2 separate regions of the Mus musculus genome follow, and region 2 is linked to region 1. The links are chromatin contacts, called in public Hi-C maps. All regions are on one chromosome and are shown on one strand. Each heading gives the region's core, a stretch centred on a gene start, on an enhancer-like site or on the middle of the called end of the contact. The rest is flanking DNA. Distances are from core to core; before and after follow the strand shown. Region 1 has its middle 17 kb from the start of Gadd45g. Region 2 overlaps Syk (spleen tyrosine kinase).

The links. Hi-C and Micro-C count contacts between places; a contact is called where the count stands out from the background.
Region 2: a contact with region 1 is called in a Hi-C map of bone marrow-derived macrophages, with 15 read pairs. The contact joins two enhancer-like sites. A contact is called at or near these places in 1 of 39 promoter capture datasets (embryonic stem cells), 7 of 15 datasets of contacts at CTCF or cohesin (CD8 T cells, the NIH/3T3 cell line, embryonic stem cells and 3 more), 173 of 484 Hi-C or Micro-C datasets (the 4T1 cell line, the 63-12 cell line, the AML12 cell line and 92 more), 9 of 115 datasets of contacts at active chromatin or transcription factors (T-cell acute lymphoblastic leukemia, bone marrow-derived dendritic cells, double positive thymocytes and 5 more) and 2 of 9 other capture datasets (adipose tissue and embryonic stem cells).

The regions. Positions count from the first base shown.
Region 1 is chr13:51,826,574-51,833,666 of GRCm38.p6, forward strand. No RefSeq gene overlaps it. Among named protein-coding and RNA genes, the nearest start is that of Gadd45g, 17 kb to the right of the region's middle. Within about 2 kb of position 4,333, at least 4 of the 459 cell types and tissues checked have an H3K27ac peak or open chromatin away from gene starts, as enhancers often do. A contact at or near this core is called in bone marrow-derived macrophages, where this site is marked.
Region 2 is chr13:52,633,076-52,640,168 of GRCm38.p6, forward strand. It overlaps Syk (spleen tyrosine kinase), which reads left to right. Exons shown (of 14, transcript NM_011518.2): 10 at 4,963-5,172. Among named protein-coding and RNA genes, the nearest start is that of Syk, 40 kb to the left of the region's middle. Within about 2 kb of position 3,351, at least 65 of the 459 cell types and tissues checked have an H3K27ac peak or open chromatin away from gene starts, as enhancers often do. A contact at or near this core is called in bone marrow-derived macrophages, where this site is marked.

The DNA.
Region 1 (7,093 bases), core at 3,083-5,582:
ATTGGGAGGAAGAATCTCATTAATTTTCTAGAACCTGTACTTCTTTTCTTAAAAAAAAAAAATCAAAACTTGTGATTTGGATGTGACCGTCCTCCAGGCTCATATACTTGGCTCAGATTCTGCGTCAGCTGCCGGTGCTCTATTGGAAAACTGTCGGATCTTTAGGGCAGTGGCCTTCAACCTTCCTAACGCTGTGAGCCCTCAATACAGTTCCTCATGCTGGGAGGACCCCAACCATAAAACGTATTGTCAATGCTGCTTTATAACCTTAATCTTGCAACTGTCATGAACAAATATCTGATATGGACCATGGTTGACTTAGGCTACCTCTGTGAAAGACTGTTTAACCACCAAAGGGGGTTTCAGGGGGTTGGAGCCTCACTGGAGGAAATGTGTTGCTGGAGGTGGGCCTCGAGGTTTTATAGCCTGTTCTCAGTTCCTGTCGGCTCTCTGCTTCTTCACTAGGATCCCAATGTGGACCACCTCCTGCTGCCGTGTCTCCCCCATGATGGGCTGAATCTTTCCCGGCTCCTCCCTTCCTCCCCATCCCTCTTTTTGTTGTTGTTGTTTTTTTTTTTTTTTTTTTTTTTTTTTTTTTTTTTTTTCTCGAGGCAGGGTTTCTCTGTGTAGCCCCGTCTGTCTCAGGACTCAGTCTATAGACCAGGCTGGCCTCAAACACAGAGTTCCTCCTCCCTCTACCTCCCAAGTTCTAGAATTAAAGGTGTGTGCCACCACCTCATGGCCCATCCCTTCCTTCTTAACCAAGAGGCAAAAGAAACCTTTTTCCGCTGTGAGCAGCTTCTTCTTGGGTTTTGGTGACAGCAGGGGGGTAGGGGGAAAGAACTGTTTTCTAGCCTCTGGGCATGGTAGTCTGCTTCTGTAACAAAGAGGGAGACAAGCTGGACATGAAGGCATACCCTTGCAATCCCAGCACTTAGAAGACTGAGGCAGGAGGATTCCCATGAGTTTGAGGCCAGCCTGGGCCACAGAGGGAGACCCTGTCTTGAACAAATCCTAGTTTTTGAGACAGGGTCTCTTGCTGGAACTGGGCTCACCCACTCAGCAGGACTGGCTGGCGGCGGAGCCCAGGGATTCTTCTCCACTTCCCTAGACTAGGGATTCCAAGGATGCTACCACATGTGGGTTTTACACACATTCTGGGGATCAATGAATAAGTTGGGTATACACCCATCGCAGAATCCTACATATTATCACATGAATGTGCCTCAGGATGGAAATGTTTTGCACAGAAGGCAAGTAACAGAGTGATGTGTTCTAGACTGGAGAGATGGATCAGGGGTTGAGAGCGCTGGATGCTCTTCCAGAGGTTCTGAGTTCAATTCCCAGCAACCACAAGGTGGCTCATAACCATCTGTAATGTAATCTAGTGCCTCCTTCTGGCCTGTAGGTATACACGCAGGAAGGAAGCTGTCTGCATTAATCATCATCATGATAATAATAAAATAAAAATAATGTGCTGGGCAGTGGTGGCGCACGCCTTTAATCCCAGCACTTGGGAGGCAGAGGCAGGCAGATTTCTGAGTCTGAGGCCAGCCTGGTCTTCAGAGTGAGTTCCAGGACAGCCAGGGCTACACAGAAAAACCCGGTCTCGAAAAAAAAAAAACCCTAATAATAATAATAATAATGTGCTTTATAGGATTCAAAGCACAGAGAGCACATGACACTGTGAGGTGCAGAGGCCGTGGCCATGCACAGGAACACGTCAGTAGAGAGATACATTTGGGGGTGGGGTGGGGCTGGAGAAATGGCTCAGCAGTTAAGAGCATTGACTGCTCTTCCAGAGGTCCTGAATTCAATTCTCAGCAACCACATGGTGGCTCACAACCATCTGTAATGATATCTGATGCCCTCTTCTGGTGTGTCTGAAGACAGCTACAGTGTACTCACATAAATAAAATAAATAAATAAATCTTAAAAAAGAGAGAGAAAAAGAAAGAAAGAGAGAGAGAAAGAAAGAAAAGAAAAGAAAAGAAAAGAAAAGAAAAGAAAAGAAAAGAAAAGAAAAGGCCCCATACATTTTACCCCTTGACCTTCTAAAGGCAACCCTGGGTGATTGTGACTGAGCTGAAGGCAAACGGAGGAAGCAAGGCGGCTGGGTTCATTCACCTTGGCCTCTGACCTCATTCAATCCATCTGCATGACCCCCTCTCTGTTTTGAGGTTCGGGTTGAGCGTGTTCTTGTTGCTGCTGTTAAGAGCAACATTTTTTTCAATTACATTGTAACAATGCTTTTTTTTTTTTTTAAATTCAACAAGCTTTTGGAATTCAAAAAGGACTCAAGACAAATAAGGAAACTGCTTTCATTCATTGTCCACTGGCACAACAGCACCTTCCTGTACTTCCTGTACTTGCTACCTGTACTTCCTGTACTTGCTACATTGTAGCAAACAGCAAACATTACGTCCATGTCAGACAAACGTAATTTTGAGCAAACATTCACAATCATGGGCAACGTTCCCTTTTAGAGAATTAATTTTCCAGCTAACTTCATGGAACAATGAAGTGATCAACGAGCTGCTAACTGAATTCAAGCAAGTTGGAAGAATTTAAGCAACGGGAATGTGAAGTCTTTTTTTTCTCAGTACATGTAAGAAAGACCAAGATTAACTTCTGCACACACAGATGTAAAACGGTCACTAAAAAAAAAAAAAAAAAAAAAAAAAAATGCAGAGCCGAGTGTGGTGGCGCACGCCTTTAATCCCAGCACTCAGGAGGCAGAGGCAGGCGAATTTTTGAGTTCGAGGCCAGCCTGGTCTACAAAGTGAGTTCCAGGACAGAGCCAGGGCTATAAAGAGAAACCCTGTCTCGAAAAAAACCAAAACCAAAACCAAAAAACAAACCTGTCACTCTGAGACTGTGTGGTAAAGGGCACCCTTGGCACCCAGTACTGCCACAGCTGTCATTTACTGGAGACTGCCTTGTCTCGCCCAATCTCAAGTAGATGAGAGATTGTTATCTCTGTCTTAGTGATAGGCAAAAGGGATTGGCAACTAAAATATGGTGGAACTGATGTTCCAACTACCCAACATGACCTGCAATGTGGGCCAAGGATTAGGGGCTGGCTTTGCATTAGGTGTATAACAATGTTTTTCTCTCTCTTTCTCTCTTTCTCTCTCTCTCTCTCTCTCTCTCTCTCTCTCTCTCCCTTCCTTTTCTTCTTCTTCTTCTTCTTCTTCTTCTTCTTCTTCTTCTTCTTCTTCTTCTTCTTCTTCTTCTTCTTCTTCTTCTTTTTCGAGACTTCTCTGTGTAGCCCTGGCTGTCCTGGAACTCACTCTGTAGACCAGGCTGGTCTTGAACTCAGAAATCCACCTGCCTCTGCCTCCCAAGTGCTGGGATTAAAGGCGTGCGCCACCATCGCCCAGCCAATGTCTTTCTTTTAATGTTATATTTTATTTATTATCTTTTAGGTGGGTGCTTCTGGGTCATGCTGTGGTCAGAGGACAATTTGCTGGAGTCACGTCCCTTCTTTCATGATGTGGGTCCCAGGGATGCAACTCAGGTTGCCATGCCTGGCAGCAGGTGCCCTTACCCACCTTGCCACCTTGCCACTTCGCCAGACCTATGCTAAAAATTTAAGATTAAGATCATGATAATTCTTTAGTACTTTAAAAACATGTTATACCACCATATTCTGTCACAATTTATTTTCTCCTTCTAAATAATCATAGATATTACTTTTATGTCACCTTTCCTAATCTTTGCATGCATTTGGTTAAAACTTCCCTAAGATAGCACATTATATGGTTAGTAGGTCAACTATTTTTTTTTAATTAAAATGAGGATATGGGATAGTTGAGCTGGTAGAACACTTGTGTGTAGGCCTGACAACCTGATTTCTATCCCTGGGTCCAACAAGGCAACAGGACAGAACTGGCTCCTGAGAACAGAATGTGGTATGTGCACACCTGCGTGTGAGTGCAAGCATGCCCAGTACACTAAATAAATAACTTAAAATGTAGATATCTTTAAATAAAATGCTGTCACTGCTCTCCTTGCTGTATCGGCTTTTTATTAACACCAGAACAATAGATATTAAATGTTACAGTTACTTTTGGGCTTCAAGCGATTTTTTTTTTAAAAAATAGGTTGTTTCTCAATAGTCTAGGCTGGCCTCAGACTTGTGTCAGTTCTCCTGTCTCAGCCTCCAGAGTCCTGGGATTGCAACTGTGAGACACCACGCTTGAGAAGTAGGTGAAAGTTTACTGGACCGGTTTGTGTTAAAGAACTCCTTTAGCATCTTTATGTAGCAGTCATGTTCTGGGTGAGTCTTGCTTGCTGGGATGAGGGAGAATGGTCTTGTAAATGCTCAATGTAAACACTAGAGGGTGCTGTGGACCCGCGTTTGGTTTGTTTTGGTAGCATTAAGTGTAATTACTTCATTGTTCAAGTACAAACCCTTTTAATTCAATATGTTTCTCAAAGCATTGCCCCTAATTGGGCTTTCATTGAGTAGCCCTAACCTAGCAGGGTGTCTAAAATTTTATTTTCTCCATTTGATTTTGGGAAAAAGGTTTTGACAATTTCATTCAAGAGTCACTGAAACCCAGGTATCATCACATCCCATCTGTTACTTTTCTTCCCTTTCTCTGGCTCTCGGCTTCCCGTCTTCCTCTCTCTTCACTCTCCTTCCCATTTCTACTTGCTGTGCTCACCCAGGCATGTAAGCGGAGTCCAGAGTCGTCATCTTCTCTCACTCAAACTGGTGCTTGCTGCTTTAGCTTAGCCAGCTGGCCAGAAAGCTCCCTTGATCCTCCTGTCTCTACTCCAGCACACTGCATCGTGCCTGACCTTTCACCGGGGTACTAGAGATTGATTGTGGGCCCTCATGCTTTGGTGACCAGCACTTTACCCACTGGGCCATCTCCCTGGTCCACTAAAGGTTCTTCAAACTTGGGTGTGATAAGGGTTAGCAAAAACACCTGAGGGGTTCTGTTAGAATCCTGCAGTCAAAACGCCAGGATCGATGGACCGATTCCCAACCGCTGTGAGTCTCAGTTTCTCTCTCCACTGGTCAAATATGGAACCAGTGGAAGGGGCACATCATCGATCCTGATTAGAACTAAGCGATCTCACAGAAGGAAAGCACTGCGTACAGCTCCCATCCAGAGGCGCTCCACCGAGGTTCAGCTCTGTCTGAGCTCAAGTGTGCAGCATAGACTCTTTAGGCGCTAGAGGAGCCAAGTGGGGTGTGGCGCTGTTCCTGTGTCTGATTCCTGTCCCCCTCCTGCCCCCCCCCCCCCGCCCCAGCAGTCAGGTCAGTCCTATGCAGCCCGCAGTGTGATTCAGGCCTTGTACTTAGCCACCAGTTGGTACTCAGTGAGATGGACCCAAACCCACTCTGGTGGCTTAAATCCTTCCCGGTCAGGCAGGAGGCAGAGCTGGTGGCTGTACCCTGCTTCTGTCAGGAGAACCTTGATTGTGGGGGTAGGGTGGAGATAAAGACAAATGGAGGGGGTGAGGAGGAGCTGGCTCAGTCCGTATAGAGTTTGCCGTGAAGATATGAGAAGCTAAGTTCAGATCTCATGTAAAATGATGGGGTGGAGGCGTGGGCCTGAAACCCCAGTCCTGGGAAATGGAGGCGGGAGGATCTAGAAGGCACACTTGCCAGCCAGTCTGCCACATTGGTGAGATCCATGCTCAGCAAGAGACCCTGTCTCAAAAAATAAGGTACAGAGCAAGCGAGGAAGATAGTAGACATCAGCTCCAGCCTCCACGGGTACGTGCACACATGCAAGCACATACTTCGCATGCGCGCATAAACAAACACGCATGCGCACACAAGTGGCACCGCTGACGGGGTACAAGCTGCCTTCCTAGGGCTAACGCCGTTCTATCTTTCAATTGGTTGTGCTAGTTTTCTTCTGTTGCTGTGACAAAAGACCCAGGCCAAAAGCAACTCGGAAAAAGGGGCTTATTTTAGTTCACAATTCCAGGTTACCGTCCATCACTACAGGAAAATCACAACAGCAGGGGCTTGGGATAGCTGGTCAGTCACACCCACAATCCAGGGTGGAAAAGAAATGAATGCATACCCCCTTGTTTGCTTGTCTGCCTGCTTGTGCTCAGCTTGAGGGCTCCATTCTCTTACACTGCCTAGGGAATGATGCCACCCACAGGAGACTGGGTATTCCTACAGCAATTAATATAATAAAGGCCCTTTCCCCCCGCCCCCCCCCCCCATGCTCACAGGCCAACCCACTGTAAACAACCACCCACTGATGCTTTCCTCCCAGATGATTCTAGGTGGTGTCAAATTGGCAATTAACGCTAGGCATCGCGGTGGAATTTACAAGTTTTTACAGAGATTACTGGGAATATGGAATTTAGATCTGTCCGTTGTCTCTTCTGTGGATCTTGTGAGAATGATTACTCTATGCAAATATCCCAAATCCCACCCTGGTGGGTATTCTGTCACCTGTGGCCCCATTTGCTAACCTGGATTGGATCCTGGGAGCCACCCTCAGTAAGCTGGTGACTGAGCAGAAAGTGTAGGACCCGTGGGGTCTATCCCTTCTTAGCCTTTCATTCTGTTTTTGTCTTGATAGACAGATAGGTGTGGCTATCGTGTGTTTGTGGGTTTCAGGTCCATCTCTGCACTCCCTAAAGCACTCTTGGAATTTTGAGCTTGTGGTCTTGTGAGGAATTTTTGTCCGTGTATATTCAGACCAAAGACACGGGGGGTGGGGGGGGAGGGACACACACAACCCCACACCTCCAAAAGGAACCATAGGCTTTCAAGAGGGAAGGAACACCTTCTCCCTATCAAAACCTTGTAGATTTAAGAAACCACCAAGGATGTTCAAGAGGGGCCTTTGTGTTTAACTTGCATGGACCCTGCAATGCCCACCCCCAGCCAATGGATCTGAGGGGTGACCCGGAGCTAGCACCGGTGTGAGGGGTCGGGGGAGATCAGACAACCATGGAGTGGGCAGCTGGCCTCAGCCTTAAATTATTGCCTCTGAGTGACCTGAGCGATTGCTACAAAAGCAGGTGGCCAGGGGTGGGGGCCGGGTGGAGGGAGTGGGGGTGGGTGGTTGCCACCAGGGGTCACTTGCATTACATCTGCATAGTT
Region 2 (7,093 bases), core at 2,101-4,600, 810 kb after region 1:
TTGACTCATTGCACTGCTGTCATCTTCAGTGTGAGAGTGCATTCTGAAAACTTCTCAGAACGTACCTACACTGCTCAATTAATCCCAGACATTGGCGTCCAAGTACGTGTGTTTATTGCACGCACACACATACACATTGCAGCGCTTATGTGGTCAGAGGACTCATCAATTGGTTTTCTCCTCCTCACACAGGTTCTGGGGATTAAGCTAATGTCATCAGGTTTGGCAACAAGTTTTTTTTTTTTTTTTTTGTTTTTTTACCAACTGAGCCATCTTGTAGTCTTCATTTCTGACTCATTTAGAGTAAAAGCATCCTTTGTGTATGCTAACTGTGGTGACAGTAGTGACATGTTTGTATTAGAATGTAGTATAGTATAGAAAACAGCTAAATAGAAATAAGCAAATTCATAAGAAAATAAAAATATATTCTATCTCCAGAACACAAATATCTGTGACTAACCTTGGTGTAGGCATTTATTGGATCTTTATATGTTTTGTATGTAAATGGTAAGTGCTTTTGGTACTCTTAATAGTTTGCTGGTAATGTGTGTATCGTGTAGCATTTTCCATGTCTAGACCTTATATATGAACTAATATTGATTTTACACAGAGATGTGACAACCGGCAACACAACTGAGTTCACTTGTGACCTGTAGCAGTTTATCTAGCTATCCTTTAATACAGAAATGTGTCACTTAGGAATGCCAGATCTCTGTCTTTCTCTCTCTCTGTCTTTGACTCTGTCTCTGTCTCTCTCTCTCTGTATGCATACATGTGGTGGGTATGACTATATATGTTCAGATATGTTCACAAGTATGTGTGGGTTGTGAGTACACATTTGTGCAGGTACAAATGCCCTTAGAAGTAATAATAATAAAATAATAATAATAGTAATAATAGTAATAATAATAATAGTTCCTCAGGCCCCGTCCACCTTGCTTTTTGAGGCAGGGTCTATCACTGGAATCTGGAGCTTACCAATTAGGCTATGGAAACTGGCCAGAGAAGCGCAGGAATTCACCTGTCTCTGCCTCCCCAGTGCTGCGATTATAGCTGTGTACCACAAACATCTTTTTATATGCTGGGGTCTTGGGGGTCGAAGCCCAGTCCTCATGATTTCACGGCGAGCCCTTTACAGACTGAGCTGCCTCCCCAGCCCAATAGTGATACTTTTTAAAAGAAAACCATGTCTACTCCTGATCCGTTGGGTGTTTGTCCTCACCTTGGTGCATTAACTAAGAATTGTAGAGTAGTGTTTTAGAACTGGCAGGAGTCTTGTGCCTGGTTACAGAGAGATCCCAGCATTCCTTTGGGTGTGGCTTATGTCTGTATGATGACTGCTGTCTGACAGACTGAAGACATGCTATTTTGTTCCGATAATTCTGCAAGTTCTTTAGTCCTGCATCTATGCTGAATTTTGTTGAACCCCATCCCCCACCCCCCCACCCCCCCACTACCCCCCCTCCCCCACTCCACTGAGCTCACTTTGTGCTTCTCTTTCTTTCCTGTGATGAGTTACAGCCATAGATTTCAGACCTTAAACATGTCCCTCCATCTTGGGGTAAACTCCCTCACCTTTGTTCATTACATCTCCTTCCATAAGCAACTGAATATAACCCATGAGTATTTCTCCTAGAATTTTTCCTATCTGTGCTCATGAAGTGTCCTAATTACTGTTCTATTGCTGTGATGAGACACCGTGACCAAGGTAACTTATAAAAGGAAGCAATTAATTGGGGGCTTGTTTAGTTTTAGAGGGTGAGTCTCTGAACATCGTCACAGCAGGAAGATATGGCACTGGAGCAGTAGCTGAGTGTATATCTTATTTGCAAGTTGGAGGCAGAGAGCAAGAAACCTCAAAGCTCACCCCCAGTTACAGATCTCTTCCAACAAGGACACACCTGCTAAACATTCTCAAAACAGTTCTACCAAACTAGGGGCCCAGCCTTCGGATATATGAGCCTACCGAGGTTTTTCTCATTAAACCACCACGTGAAGTTATCAGTCAATTGCTTTCTTACAATTCTCATAATGGAGTCTTACTCTCTTACCTGTAAAAGAGCTCAGTGCTTGGAAGACCAGGAGTTTCATAGTCTCTTCCTGGGCCACCGTAAACAGTCAGGAATTGGAACAATAGTAGCCTCTTAGAATTAGTGGGATATTATCTTTCCCCTCTGCTTTTCTAGAAGACGTGGTATTTTCTTTTTTAAATGTCTAGAGGAATCAAGAAACCTTTTCTAACTTCTTAATTTAGATCCCTGCCTCACACCACAGATGTAATGATAGACCCAACTATGAAAGCCAAAATAGGTGGCTAGAGATGACAGAATGGAGCCTCCCATGTTCCCGGGAGGGCCCAGAGAGGCTTCTAGGGTGATGATAATATCTAAATCCTCCTGTCAGGCCACAGGCTGTGTTCTAGATCACCACACTAGCTGTGTGTACTTTCCTGTGTGTGTGTGTCCCACTAATTCTGTTATTTGACCTAGTGTATTTGTTAGGTGTGTGTGTGTGTGTGTGTGTGTGTGTGTGTGTACGTACATGCATGTGGTTTGGGGATCAAGCTCCAGCCACCAAGCTTGGCAGAGAGTATCTTTACCACCTGAGCCCCCACACGGCCCATTTCCTGAATAGTTCTGTTTTGATTCATCGGTTTGAAGGTTCAACAAAAGAAACAACTTCTCATGCTTGTGGAAATTTTACCACAGGTAATTTTTCAAAGCATACCTAGTTAATGTTTGTTCTTTCTTTTAAGCCACATTTTGCTAGAATACTTTCAAGAGTTCAGCATGATCCATGTGATGTTTTTGTGAGGGAATAAAAAAAAATCCATATTTTCGAAACACATTGAGGCTTGCTTAAAAGTAACCAAGCCCAGTGGGAGAGAAGTGTTTCTTTCTCTTTAACTCTGAGCTTGAACAGAATGTGTGCTTCTGATTGGGCATGTTGTGTACACACCTGTGGCCCCCCAGAGCCCCAGAGGTAGAGACAGGGGGATCAGAAGTTTAAGGTCATCTCCTACTATACAGCTAGTTTCAAGCCACAGTGGATTATGTAAGACCCGGACTCAAAGAAAAAAAAAAAGCAAAGCAATGTATTTTTATTTTTTAAATTCTGGGCCCAGAGGCTCATTTGCAATATCATAAAGAAACTTTGTATTCCTTTATGCATGTAGGCAGAACCTAGCTGGGAAACCACATGACACTGCAGCAGGCTGTATGTGTGTCACAACAGGGGAACTTTGTTGAAGCTGGTTGAATATTTCACAATTCGGGGCTTTCCTCAGCCTGGACCATTCTCCATTGCTGTCCACTACACCGGGGTTCACAGGCAGTGGGGCATGGTTCCTCTGTCTGTAAAAGAACAGCTGTAGAAAGAATCTCTTGTGTACTGTATGGAATCATTACCATCATACAGAGCACCAACCACAAACCAGAGAACAATCCCCGAAGTCCAATTTGGGGAACCAGTGACTGGGCACGCATGTGGGGGTTACTCACAGGAGCTGCGTGTGCCGCTGAGAAGTCTGGGCCTCAGTGTGGATGGTGGCCTCTACAGGATGTAGGGTCCCCTAGATGCCCCCTCTCGGGCTCCTGTTAGCTTTCACAGTCGTATGCTCTAGCACCTCCCAAGACCGTGCGTCTATGTTCAGTTAGGACAGGATCTCACACAGATGACTGGGAAGCGCCGGGGGGAGTTCCAGGAATCAGGGTAACAGTCCAGTGAGCATCTCCACCCCTTCCTTATATGGAGGAGCACCAGCATTTGAAGCTGGTCTTTCTTCTCTCTTGCAAAAGGCATAGCTGATCAGATGGAAAGAGCAGGTGTTATATTCAGAGGACGTTAAAGATGATCTTAAACCAACGATCCTCCTGTATCCACCTCTGGGGCTCTGGGGCTCACAGGTGAGCACCCCCATGGCCGGTCTGAAGCACACGAGTTGTTCAAGCTCAGAGTTAAAGGGAAAGAAACACTTCTCTCCCACTGGGCTTTGTTACTTTTAAGCAAGCCTCAACATGTTTCGAAAATACAGATCTTTTTCAATTTCTCACAAAAATATCACATAGATCGTGTTGAACTCTTGAAAGTATTCTAACAAACTGTGGTTTAAATGAAAGAATAAACATCAGCTATGTGTGATTTGAAAATTTACACCTGCCGGGCAGTTGTGGCACACGCCTTTAATCTCAGCACTTGGGAGGCAGAGGCAGGCGGATTTCTGAGTTGGAAGCCAGCCTGGTCTGCAGAGTGAGTTCCAGGACAGCCAGGGCTACACAGAGAAACCCTGTCTCGAAAAAACAAAAACAAACAAACAAACAAACAAACAAATAAACCCCAAAAGAAAGAAAGAAAGAAAGAAAGAAAGAAAGAAAGAAAGAAGGAAAATTTGCACCTGTGATAAAATTTTCACAAGAAGGAGAAAAATGGTACTAGCTATTTATCTTGATGTGTGTGTGTGTGTGTGTGTGTGTGTGTGTGTGTGTGTGTGCAGGTACTCCTGACACAGCACATATATAGAGGCCAAGGGACAACCCTTGGATGTCACCTCTTACCTTTCACCTTGTTTCAAACCGCCTCTGGGGATTCACTGCTGGCCCCACGAATCTCCATAGATTCTCCCCTAGAAGCCCTGGGGTTGCAGACATCTGCTATCCAACTTTCTGTGGGTTCTGGGGATCTGAACTCTTAACCTCACTCTTGCATGCGCTTTTTACACTGGGTTATCTCCCCAGCCCATGGCCGTTTCTTGTTTGTTTTTTTTTTTTCGTTTGTTTGTTTGTTTGTTTTTGGGTTGCTTTGTTTTGTTTTTCTGAATGGCTTTAAGAGATTCTCATTGGGCAGCGGGTGTCAGCACCATTCCCCTCCACCCCCCTCCCCCCAACACACACACAATGTGACTACAGAGAAGAGGACCTCTAGGCAGTTTGGAAAGTTTCTCACAAGTTACAATCTGTGTCACAGAGTTGTGAAAACCGTGGCTGTGAAAATCCTGAAGAACGAGGCCAACGACCCGGCTTTGAAGGACGAGCTGCTGGCAGAGGCGAACGTCATGCAGCAGCTGGACAACCCCTACATTGTGCGCATGATCGGAATCTGCGAGGCGGAGTCCTGGATGCTGGTGATGGAGATGGCGGAGCTGGGGCCGCTCAACAAGTACCTGCAGCAGAACAGGTGACCTGGGGCATGCGAGTTGTGTGCGGTGCCACCCCGCACATGCCCTGTCCCCCGAGTTTGGGCTGTGCCGGGGCCCCGCCCCCACACACGCCCTGTCCCCCGAGTTTGGGCTGTGCCGGGCCTGATTTCTAGGGGAAGCTCTCTCTCCCTCTCCTCTCTGTGTCTCTGAGTCTCTGTCTCTCTGTCTCTCTTCGTGTCTCTCTCTCTCTCTCTCTCTCTCTCTCTGTGTGTGTGTGTGTGTGTGTGTGTGTACATCTTTGAGGGTGTGCACCTGTGTGGATGTGTTTATGTGGAAGCCAGAGGTCAATATTGGAGATCACCCTCTCTCCTCTCTCAGTCTCCAACTTAATTTTTTTTTTTTATTTATGTGAATGTTGGTGTGAGTGTGTGCCACACAACGCAGATACTTATGGAGGCTAGAGGAGCTGGTCAGATCCCTCGGAGCTGGGCTTACAGCACTTGTGAGCCTCCCAACATAAGTGCTGGGAACCAAACTCCGGTCCTCTGCAAGAACAGTACGTGTAGCCAGGCAGTGGTGACACAGGCCTTTAATCCTAGCACTTAGGAGGCAGAGGCAGGTGGATTTCTGAGTTTGAGGCCAGCCTGGTCTACAAAGTGAGTTCCAGGACAGCCAGGACTACACAGAGAAACCCTGTCTCGAAAAAAAACCAAAAAGGAGAAAAAAAAAAGAAAGAAAAAAGAAGAAAAGAAAAGAAAAAAGAACAGAAGGCGTTCTTAACCACTGAACTATCTCGTTAGCTCTCCGCCTTATTTCATGAGACAAGGAACTATCTCATTAGCTCTCCGCCTTATTTCGTGAGACAAGGAACTATCTTGTTAGCTCTCTGCCTTATTTCGTGAGACAAGGTCTCTCACTAACACCGGAGCTCACCAATTCAGCCAAACAGAGCCCCAGGGATTACAGGTTCTCACTGGCATACCTGGCTTTTATATGAGCACTGTGGGTCCCAACTCAGGCTTCATCCCTATAAGTCAAACAGTTTACCAACTAAGGCACCTTCCTAGCCCTGTCCAGTGATAAAATCCTCAATGTGTGTGGACAGGGCATTGCCCACCAGCAGGCAGAACATTCTTCTTTGGTAAACACCTGGAACAAACATGTTCCTGGGGCACCATCTGTGTCTCGTCTGGCCGACCTCTTGAGTGCCTGCATCTGAAGAGGCAGCAGCAGTTCGTTGATTCTGGTCCAGACATAGGTGCTCTAATGCTGCGGTCAACATAGAGTAACTCCCCGATTCCTCTGAGCCGGGGTTCCTTCTGTACAGCTTTTCGTCATCATTTCCAACATGGATGTGTGAGTTTGAGCATGTGCAGCAGGTGGAGGCCAAAGGTCAAGCCAAACCCATGCCCATCCCTTAGAATACCATCTGCTTCCTCTGAGACAGAGGTCCCTCATGGGCCAGAGCTCATCAGTTTAGCTAGACTTTCTGGGCAGGGAACACCAAGAATCCACCCGTTTCACTTACCCGGCTTTGGGATTACAAGTGCAGGCCGCCCGCCATGTTTGGCTTTTATTTCACGAGGGCGCCAGGCATCAAACTCAAGTCCTCTTGCTTGCAGGATGAGCGCTTTCCTAAAAAGCTTTCTCCATAGCGCTATGAATTTTTGTCCATCTCAAAGCATGCCTGAAAATGAAGCACACTCATCATATAGTGTGTGTATGTGTATATGTGTATGCACATGTGTGTATGTGTATATGTGTATGCACATGTACATGGGTATGCATGCCCATGCATACGTGCAGAGGCCAGGAGAGGCCACTGTGTGTGTCCTTCTCAATCACTCTCTGCTTTATTCCCTCGAAACACAGCCAGGTGTGGTAGCACAGACCCTTAATCTCAACACCAAAGAGGCCGAGGTTGGTGGCTCTCTGTGAGTTTGAGGCCAGTCTGATCGA